Linked DNA regions of Sus scrofa: region 2 is linked to region 1. Evidence: chromatin contacts called from public Hi-C data. All regions are on one chromosome and are shown on one strand. Each heading gives the region's core, a stretch centred on a gene start, on an enhancer-like site or on the middle of the called end of the contact. The rest is flanking DNA. Distances are from core to core; before and after follow the strand shown.

What was found. Hi-C and Micro-C count contacts between places; a contact is called where the count stands out from the background.
Region 2: a Hi-C map of liver shows a contact between it and region 1, with 3 times the contacts expected there. The contact joins two enhancer-like sites. A contact is called at or near these places in 3 of 47 Hi-C or Micro-C datasets (embryonic fibroblasts, liver and retroperitoneal adipose tissue) and 2 of 2 datasets of contacts at active chromatin or transcription factors (alveolar macrophages and skeletal muscle).

Annotation. Positions count from the first base shown.
Region 1 is chr1:246,223,594-246,228,344 of Sscrofa11.1, forward strand. All of the region lies in intron 5 of ABCA1 (ATP-binding cassette, sub-family A (ABC1), member 1), which reads right to left. Among named protein-coding and RNA genes, the nearest start is that of ABCA1, 53 kb to the right of the region's middle. Within about 2 kb of position 2,983, at least 51 of the 83 cell types and tissues checked have an H3K27ac peak or open chromatin away from gene starts, as enhancers often do. A contact at or near this core is called in alveolar macrophages, liver, retroperitoneal adipose tissue and 1 more, where this site is marked.
Region 2 is chr1:246,324,240-246,329,447 of Sscrofa11.1, forward strand. LOC106509228 (a long non-coding RNA gene) reads right to left here. Exons shown (of 4, transcript XR_002337119.1): 2 at 2,822-2,928. Among named protein-coding and RNA genes, the nearest start is that of ABCA1, 48 kb to the left of the region's middle. Within about 2 kb of position 3,337, at least 48 of the 83 cell types and tissues checked have an H3K27ac peak or open chromatin away from gene starts, as enhancers often do. A contact at or near this core is called in alveolar macrophages, liver, retroperitoneal adipose tissue and 1 more, where this site is marked.

The DNA.
Region 1 (4,751 bases), core at 1,733-4,232:
TCCCACTGGGGGCTTTACAAAAATCCCAGTGCCCAGGCCACAACCCCCAACAACTTCTGCATGATCAGAACTTCTGGGGCTAAGACCTGGGCATCAGAATTTTATAAAACTCCCTAGGGTGATTCTAGCCAAGTTTGGGAAACAATAGTATGGTGGAAAGATAGGGGCACAGGACCAAAAAAACCCAACTCTGAAGCTGGACTCTGCTGTTTATGAATGGTGTGGCTTTATATATTTATTTATTTATTGCTTTTAGGGGTCGAATCAGAGCTGCAGCTGCTGGTCTACACCACAGCAACTTGGGATCCGAGCCACATCTGTGACCTATACAACAGCTCATGGCAAGTCCAGATCCTTAACCCACTGAGCAAGGCCTGCATCCACATGGATACCGGTCAGGTTCATTATAAATGGTGTGGCATTGAGAAGCTCATTTTGTCTTCCTGAGCCACAAATTTCTTACCTAAGAGGTAAAGATAATAGCACCCACCTTTCAAAGGTACGGGGATTAGAGATATTCATATGTAAAGCATGAATAGCAAGCAATGGGCTCACAGTAGGTGTTCAATAAGTGGTAATCATTTTATGATGATCAAGAAGGGTTTATTTCACTCAACAGTGTACCAGAAAGTAAGGACACAGGCACTGCCCTCGAGGACCTTCCAAGGCTGACAAGGGAGATGAAGAGGCAGATCAATAGAGAAAGCAGATGGAGGGATGAGAGCACCAGAGGAAGGCAGCTCAGGGAAGCATCTGACCCAGATGAGGCTTATCTGCTAGTGTTTCCAGAGGGGAGTCAGAGGCTGAAGCGAAATTCTGGAAAAGGACAGAGAGCCAGAAATCTCCAGAGGCTGTGGCTGATGAGGAGAAGGTAAAGAAGGCTCCTGTGATGGCAGGGACCACGGCAGCCTGCAGTCATAGTGCTGTGACACACAGTTCTCAATAAATGTTTCTGAGTAAATGATAAAGGTATAAGTAGATAAAGAGAGAGAGATTCCTCAAAATCTGAGATTCAAGGAGTACAGTGGAGGAAGGAAGAGGATGAGGTGTGGTGTGGTGTGAGGCCAGTGTAGGATGACTTTGCAACTCTGGTCTCAGTTTTCTCCATTTTGTTGTCAGCAGGAAAATGAGTGGAAAAGCCAAGAATGCCGAGATGATGTCTGATGTCTGAAACAGCCCTTCCCCTCTTGGCCTGGCTAACTCTTCCCCTTCTTTATGATTTGGCCCATGAGTCATCTCCTCCAGGAAGCCTGCCCTGATGTTCCCACCCTCCAGCTGAATCAGGTGGCCACCCTCCATGCCCTAATAGCCTCCTATGTGCACTTCCCCTGAGCTGCAGTTCTCTGAAACCACATCTTTCTCCCCAGAAGAACACCAGTGCCTGAGGGTCGGGACTTTGGAACTCCAAGGTGTGGCAGTGCCTCGCACAGCGGAGGTGGGTGGGGAAGGAATGGAGGAACACAAGGGAGCAAATCAAGTCATGAGCTGTAGTGATCTGCTGTGGGACAAAACAGGACATGCGTGTGAAACAAACCCGTCAAGAGAGCGCTCAGGTCTCCGGAAGTTCCCCCCACCCCACAGGTGCATCAGCCCAGGTCAGGAAGACAGTCAGGAGAGTGGGAGCTGGAGGCAGGGCGTGGGGACATGTCCATAACAAGACAAGTGGGGATGACAAGAGCATCTACCTCACAGGGCTGAGCTGGAGGTTAAATGAGGTCCCAGTAGGAAGCCTGGAACCAAGAAAAGGTCTCCATAAAGGATAAACTAACACCATCATCACTTTCAGAAAAGACACCTCAGTGGCTTCATTGCTAGTCTGACCCCAAAGCATATGCTTTCAGAATAGATAAGAACAGAGGAGCAACTGTGCCAACTAAGTCGATGCTGAATTTTTGATCTAAGATATATGTGTATGTGCACATGCACGCGTGCGCATGTGTGTTGTGTATTTGCCTGGCTGAGTTCCTGCATCAGAAAAAAGGATTAATTTTTTCTGCTGATACTGTCTATTAGGGGAAGAAAAGGTTGAATGTGACTGATTTGTCTATTCAGAACTTTAGAGAATCAACGGAATGATCACCTCTATAGGATCACTGCAAGGACGGACACAGGAGGAAGATGACAAGTAAGAGCAACCAATGGCTGGAGGCAAGATAGAGAACACTTAATGGAAAAGACAACCAGTCCTTGGCCATTTACTCTTGCCCACATGACCTTATCTGTAATGGGTGGGTGGGTTGTAGACGATGATTTCAGAGGTCTTCTTATTGTTGGTACTGAAAGGTACTAAGTCAGCACTCAACAGGCATCAGAAGATCTGAATTCAGGTCCCAGCTCTGCTGTTTCCTAACCGTGTAACCATTAACCTCACTCTTCCCCTTTTCTGACTCTCTCTGGCCTCCTCAGTTTCCTTAGACGTAAGATGGGGTAATAATAACAGGCACAGGTTGTTGTGCAAACCCAGATCAAGAAAGTACAAGTACCCTTTTGGAGGCAAGAGTCTCATGAGCTTCCACGGGTCACTGAGAGGATGTACCTGCTGTCAGAGAACACGGTCATCCAGTTGCTGGACCAGTCACTAAATAAAACGTTGCGTCCCTGCTGCCCTGCAGACAAGACAGAAAGTCCCCATCCAGCAAAAGGCCCCGAGAACCTCCCTGCTGCCATCTCTCCGATATGGACCAAAATACTTGATCCCCTGAACTCAGCCTCCTTAGTTTTGCCTTGAGGAGCCCATGGTGCATGTCCTTTTCCAGAGAATTTTACTTTGGGTGCAGGAGAGTGGGGCAAAGAAAAGGAGAAAAAAACAAAAAAACAAAAAACCGATTCAAGAGCTTAGAGTCTAAAGAACAAAAAAAGTGAAATGTGTGTTTGTGGGCTGAGGACAAACAGGACAGAATTCTCAGTCTCTTGCCAGTCCTCTGGGCAGGCTCTCAGCACAGGCTAAGGAAATTCTTCTGTGGGAGGCAGAGAGGGGTGGGAGGGCAGGACTCTTGCACCAGGGGGATGCTTTCATCCCCAGAGTGTTCCTCCTGCTTCTTCCCCAGCCTGCCCTGAGTGCAATGGAGGAGAAGGGGGGAGGGACGGGGGGGGGGGGCGGCAGGGAGGGCAGCCTCCCAGGAAAGCGGAGGAGGGAAACCCTCAGCTGAGCTGGCTGCGGCGGCGGGGTTACTCTCGGTCAATGCCCTCCAGTCCCCAGCTCAGTTTCAAGATCGCTGTAGTCTCTTTTGTTCAACATAAAAAGAAACCACAGCGATCAGCTGCTTGAGAAGTAGATGGAGGAGGCAAAGGAAGAAAAAGGAGAAGCAGAGAAAGAGATCATGTCAGCATCTAAGGCCCAGATACTCTTCTTAAAAGGACACCCAGGGGGTCTCCCAGCCCTGACCCATCACACCGGCAGTGGCCTCGAGGGGTCTCAGCCAGATCTCACTCCTGGCTTTACTCAGCCTAAGCCAAGCCTTATAAACAAGAAGACCTCAAAACATTTCTCTGCCAGAAGAGGGCTGGGAACAAACATGCTCAGCTTCTTCTGGGTGTTTGTTGCTGTTGTTGTTTTGGTTTGTTTTCCTGATGTTAGGGCTCCACTTTCTTCAAGAGTAGCTCCTGCCTGCTTCTCTGAGAGGGGTGCAGCCCTCAGGGAAAACCAGGGCCTCTGTGGGAACGTCAGGGCTCTAGAGAAGGGAGTTAGGCAGAGTGACCTGGCTGCTCCCTGAGGTGACTCCTCAGAGCAGGTGGGAGGAGGCTGGGAGCCTGCGGTCAGCACCTCTCCCTGCTGTTCATCTGGGCCCCAGCATCCCAACCGAGGAACAGTGGAGGTTTGCTGAGGGATCCCAAGACACCCCTGAAAGATCTAGAGTCTGGCTAACATGGTTCCTATCTCAGTTCTAGAAGTTTTCAGTTATGGGGCCTTGAAGAAGTCACTTGGGCTCTCTGATCCTGTATTTTTCTCTAAACAAAGGCTGATCATACCGGGGGAGAGGGTGGCTTAAGTAAATACTAAAGACACTAAATGTCTTACTGACTCACACATATTGTAAGAAAAAATATAAGCTTAGAAATCAAACAAGCTCAAAATAATTGTTGATAAAGTCTTGGATGACACTTACGTGAAGGGTTCCACAGAGAAACCAGAATATGTAGGCTTCTGCTTCCTGAACCCTTTGTGGCAAGTCCCAGGGAAGCCAGATACTTCTCCTGAGACCAACGGGAGCATCACAACTTTAGGAACCACATATTCTTTATTCTACATGGAATGGAACTTGCATTAGTTCAACAAACTTCTAAATGGCTGCTGAAGCAAAATACCAGAACTATGATTTCAAGTGGCAATAGTTCTTGGAGCTCCTTGAAGGCAGGAGCCTGTAATAAAAGATGCTGTATAAAAACAGAATCCCTGCCCTTGCCTTCCAAGAGATGGACAGAGGGTCAGGTGAGCAGAACTGGGAGTCTCCAGCCTTCTCTGCCACTGTAGAATCTGTCAACACTGAAATGGAGGGATGGAGAGAGACATGACATGTCTTTCCCAGATCCATCTACGAAGGCAACAGTATACCTGTGTCTTACTGAGAGGTGGGCAAAGTGGGAGAGGTTGTCAGGAGCCCCTGGAACCAGGACTGACATCAGCTAATAAGAAGCTGAATGGTAACCAGGTCCTCAAAGCACGAATGGAGACTGTGCCCCAGAGGGAGAGGGTGACCTGTTCATACTGGCCAGGACCTCTGCTAATGCAGTGGAGGTGGTGGCACAGTCCA
Region 2 (5,208 bases), core at 2,087-4,586, 100 kb after region 1:
TGCTCTGTAATCTTGACTTTTCATGATATTGTCAAACTCAACCAATTTATGCTCATATCAGCAGTAGATGAGAGTTCATGTTGATCAACACTGTTGACAACATTGGTTACTATTGGCCTTACTAACTTTTCCAATCAGATAAATGTGAAATGATGTCTTTCTGTTGTTTTAATTAGTATTTCCCTGATTACCAGGGAGGTTGAGCATCTTCTGTCTGGAAGCCATTCAGTTTTCCTCTTCTGGGAATCACCACGTCACATCTTTGTTTATTATTATATTGTATCACTTGTGTTTAAGTGGTTTTTAGTAATTAAATGTTCTGAATACTAATCTTTTGTCTCTCTGAGTTGTAAATGTCTCCCTACTATACCTTGCCTTTTTCATTTGTGTTTTCTAATGTATAGAAGTTTTGTTTGTTTGCTTACTTGCCTACTTATGTTTAATATAGTCAGAATTACCTACTTTTTCCTTCACAGTTTAAGCTTTACCTAGCTTGGGAGTCCCCATCATGGCTCAGCAGTAACAAACCCAACTAGTATCCATGAGGATGCACGGGTTCGATCCCTGGCCTTGATCAGTGGGTTAATGATACAGCGTTGCTGTGAGCTGTGGTGTAAGTTGCAGACACTGCTTGGATCTGGCATTGCTGTGGCTGTGGTGCAGGCCAGCAGCTACAGCTCTGATTCGACCCCTTGCCAGGGAACTTCCACACGGCACAGGTGCGGTGCTAAAAAGACAAAAAGAAATAAAATAAATAAAAAATAGATAAACTTTACCTAGTTTGTTTAAGAAATCCTTTCCTAGACTAAGTTCATAAAGACATATAGAAGAACATCTAAAAGTTTTAAAGTTTTGCTTTGTATATTTAAGTCTCTAATTCATCTGGAATATATTTAGTTTTAGTTAGTTAGTTAGTACTTTCAGAGGTAGAGGCTTTTTTTCTCCCTGTGGTTAACTAATTATTCTAAGCACCATTTATTGAATAGTCCATCTTCTCTCAATGACCTCACATTAAGTCCTCCTATATGCACAGGCCCTGTTCTATTCTCTATTTGCCTATTCCAGGAACCATACCACATTGTCTTATTACTACAGTGTTATAAGATGTCTTGATATGCCATGGGGCCTCCACCCTATTCTTAAAAAAATACATTATGAAACATTAATCTTCCACACACACTTTAGAATAAGCTTGTTGAGCCACACACAGAATTCTAAATACACTAAATATTTATTTATCTACATATACTAAAACACAATGAGAATTTGATTCAGGTTCCATTAAATGTGTAGATTTGCAGAGATTGATAGTTTTATAAAATAGAGTCCTTTCATCCTAAATGAAATGTACCCATCCATTTACTTAAGTGTTTTCTTAATGTTTTCCATAAAGGGTTACACTTCTCTTCATTAAAGTCCTGCATTTTAAAAAAAGATTTATTCTAGGTTCCTGATGACTTCGTTGCTACTGTAAGCATTTGTTTTGTTTTCTGGGCCCCACCTGTGGCACATGGAAGTTCCAAGGCTAGGGGTCAAATCAGAGTTGCAATTGCCAGCCATAGCCACAGCCAGATCTGAGCCACATCTGCAACCTATGCCACAGCTCGTAAAAATGCTGGATTCTTAACCCACTGAGTGAAGCCAGGGATTGAACCGTGGATACTAGTTGGGTTTTTAACCCACTAAGCCACCAGGGGAATTTCTAAATGGTATCTTTTGTCGAACAGATACTTGTCCTTTGTTATTGATAATGGGAATAAATTTGACTGCTGTATATTGCCCTTATTTCCAGCTGCCCTCTCAAAAGTGTTAATATTTTGTAAGGCCTCTTGAAATTTTCTTGTACACAATAACATTGGTCTTATATCTTTTGCTTTCTTGTCTTACTCTGCTTACTCTTGATAAACTGAATTTTTAGCAGAAGAACTGATAGCCAGAAAACATTTTCTGTTCAAGACTATAAAGAGAACATTTGAGAATTAGGAGAAATTTTAAATATCACTAAATATCACAAGTATTGCTTTCTCCCCCATTTAATGTGTCTGTGTGGGGGATTTGTTTAGAGTACAATAGCTACTCTCTACTCATCTCAAAAAATGACTGTACATCAACTATTATTTGCAGCTTTCAGTATGCCTATTGCTGAGCTCCCACACACAAAGAACAAATAAAAAATTATATGAATTGTTAATTTTTGGCAAAGTTAGCCAATTTCGTATTATCTGCAAATGCCACACTAAACAGTCTAAATGCATACATAGTCATAAATCCCAGCAGACTAACGTCGAGACATTCTGCCCCCCCCCAAAAAAACCCACTAAAACTATTCTGCATTCAAGTTCTGAATTGATTCCCTTTGAGGTCTTTAAAACGTATTTGTTTGCAAAAACAAAAGTTCATTGTTGGCATCTGGAGGTGGCTTATTAGTGGCTATGAGAAATTAGGGTTAGGATTTGAGGTAGAAAAATAAAAGAGAAGTTCTTAAATTTTAGTGCCTTAACCTAGTAAACTCTTAAGTCAGTTCTTAACACAAGAAACTACTTTGTTCACAATACCCAGTATAGCCATGAGGATCTAGGTCCCCACCAGCACTATTCTGGTAGCTATTCTTCATGTCATATCACAATCATCACTTCCCTATAGCAAGAAGCAAAGAGTAGCAGTTTTAAACCTCACACTTCTACATTCTATTAAAAGATTACTTTACAATTAAAAGTAGATTTTAAAATCTACACCTTAAAACAGAATTTCAAGTATGCCACATTTTAAAGACCCTTCATTACAAAAGTTAAAACTTAGAATATTAAAGTAGAACATTTACCAAATCAACAAAGAATGATTTACTGTAAGATTTCTTCTCTTTTTAAAGACTCCTTTCTCATTTGTTGTGTTGTGTGAGACTAAACCTCGGCCACTGCCACCTGCAAACTAGAAAAGAAAAAAAGGTTGTTCCTACATGGTAGGGAAAATAATTCACCTTACAGAAATTTAACACACAAGCGATTTTTAAAGTTTTCATTTGCTAAATAGACAATTCACAGTTTGTTCAAGTAGGAGCAATAAGCTGCTGAACCTAAGAGAAGCCTCTAAAACGCGCTCGACTATAGTTTACGTGCTGTGCCCTGTTTGCTAGCTCAGTTACGAAGAAGCAAAAACATTGACCTCAATGCTCCCTCCCACTTCCCCAGGCCCAGTTTGGGGTAGCAAGCCCGAGTTCACAGAGAGGAAGCCAAGCGACGGGATCTCGCCGCTTTAAGCCACAAGGGCCCCTTTGGGCCCGCCCACAGGCAGGCGTGGCTAGCGCGATATCTGCTGGGAATTGTAGTTCCAGGCCCAAGCGTTTCTGGACTCCTTTCTTCCTACCCTGATTGTACCCCGGCCGTCTATGGACTCTGATGGTGCTGTGGAGTGAGCCCAAGGCGCAACCGGAGATAAAAGGAGAAGACATGCGCGCTGAGTGTCTAGAAAGTGGCGGCAGCGGCGCGCATGCAGGGGTGGCCGTCCCTGCTCTATCTTCACTTCGAGGGGAACAGGGACAGAGGTAGGGTATTAGGCCAGTTTGCGGGTCGTGGTTGTTAGCCAGGAGATGGGGGAAGCTGTCCAATTTCCCTCTCGCCCTACTTCATCTTGCCTTTCGGGACTCTCCCACTTCCCACCCTTATGCAATTTGCAGAATCCTTACCCCCACACACCCCCGCCCTCTCCTTGGGAAGCCTTTCTCTGCTGTGTTGTGAAATCTGATAGAGCTTCTCAGCCAAGGCCTTTTAGCCCTCCTGGAATTCAAACTGCCCCCTCCCTGCGAAGTCCAGGTCATGTGAGGCAGCAAAAGGCTGCAGGCAGAGGCCCCACAAAGCAATGCGCTAGTACATTCTCTGAAATTTACGGTCACCCTGTCCTTCTGCAAAGCTGGAACCAGTTAGGCGATAGATTAGGTAGACGGATACATAGAAGATGACCTGCTTAGGTTGAAAACGGCTTTCATATCTTCCTTTACTATAGAAGGTGGCATCAATATATGAAAAGACAATGAGTGACCCAAGAACTCACGAGTGTAGTGTTGACAAAGCCTCAGAACCACAGCTTCCAAGAGTTTTAAATCCAATGCTTTTTCCACCAATTCACAGAGTCTCAGAAACAGCTAAAGGAGGTAAACAGCTGAACCTGATGCAAGCTGGCTTTCCGAATGGTCAGGCTCTGGTTCACCATAGCCACTCTTAAATTAGTGAGCAGATGCCCTCAGTGAGTGAGCCCTCCGGCAAACATGGAGGATTTTACTGTGTTTAAGATTGAACACATGCTTTGTGCTGGGCCCTGGAAAGATGTATATCACATTTTAGCTTAAAAGGTGCCCTTCTCCATGACCCGTTGGACTGTAAAGCACCCTGTATTTCCCAGAGGATAGCATTAGGCATGCTGCATCTTGTTTGTCTGCCTATCATGAAAGTCTGCAGTGCTGCTTTGTCCACACCGTGGTATCTGCAGTGCTAATACATGGCGGTCTCTCAGTAAATGTCCCATGATGGCATGCATGAACCCAGGGTCTGCCTTTCATGTCTGTACTCAAAAAAAAGTGTGTTGGTAGAGGTAGAGATGAGATAGAGATGCAGATACATACAGAGCTTTGGGACCGGAAGGAAGAAGCACATGGAGAGGTCCCTGAAGCCTGTATGGAGGAGGCAGTATCTGCTAAACTTTGGAATTACCCCTCATCGGTTTAGCAGATAGGAGGTATTCACACCAAAGCTTCTCTATGAGCTTTGCTTGAGAGAGAAAGGGACTGATTGTTTAAGAGCCAACCAGGACAGGAACACAGATGTTACCCTCTTCTAGGTGGTCATCTGGAGAAGCTGTGCTTTCCAGGGACCCTGCCTTTCTTTAAACATCTTTGGAATGCCCTTTGTGGAAATGCCTTTTGAGTTTACAGCACATTCTTTTGGATCTCCTCAGCACTGGAACATATCGTTCCTTCAGGGATTTGATATTTGGGAACAGCCAGAAGTCACTTTGGATGCAAGTCTAGAGGATGAGGAAGACAATCATGCCATGTAATCATTGTTGAAATTTGGGGAAAGTGTTTGTTTGTTTACAGGAGTTCTCATCCTGGAGTTTTAGGTAAGTTTTGAGTGTGTGTGTATTTTCCTGAGGGATCATGTGTTTTTGCTTTTATCAGATTCCTCAAGGACTATGATTTTTAAAAGATTAACAAGT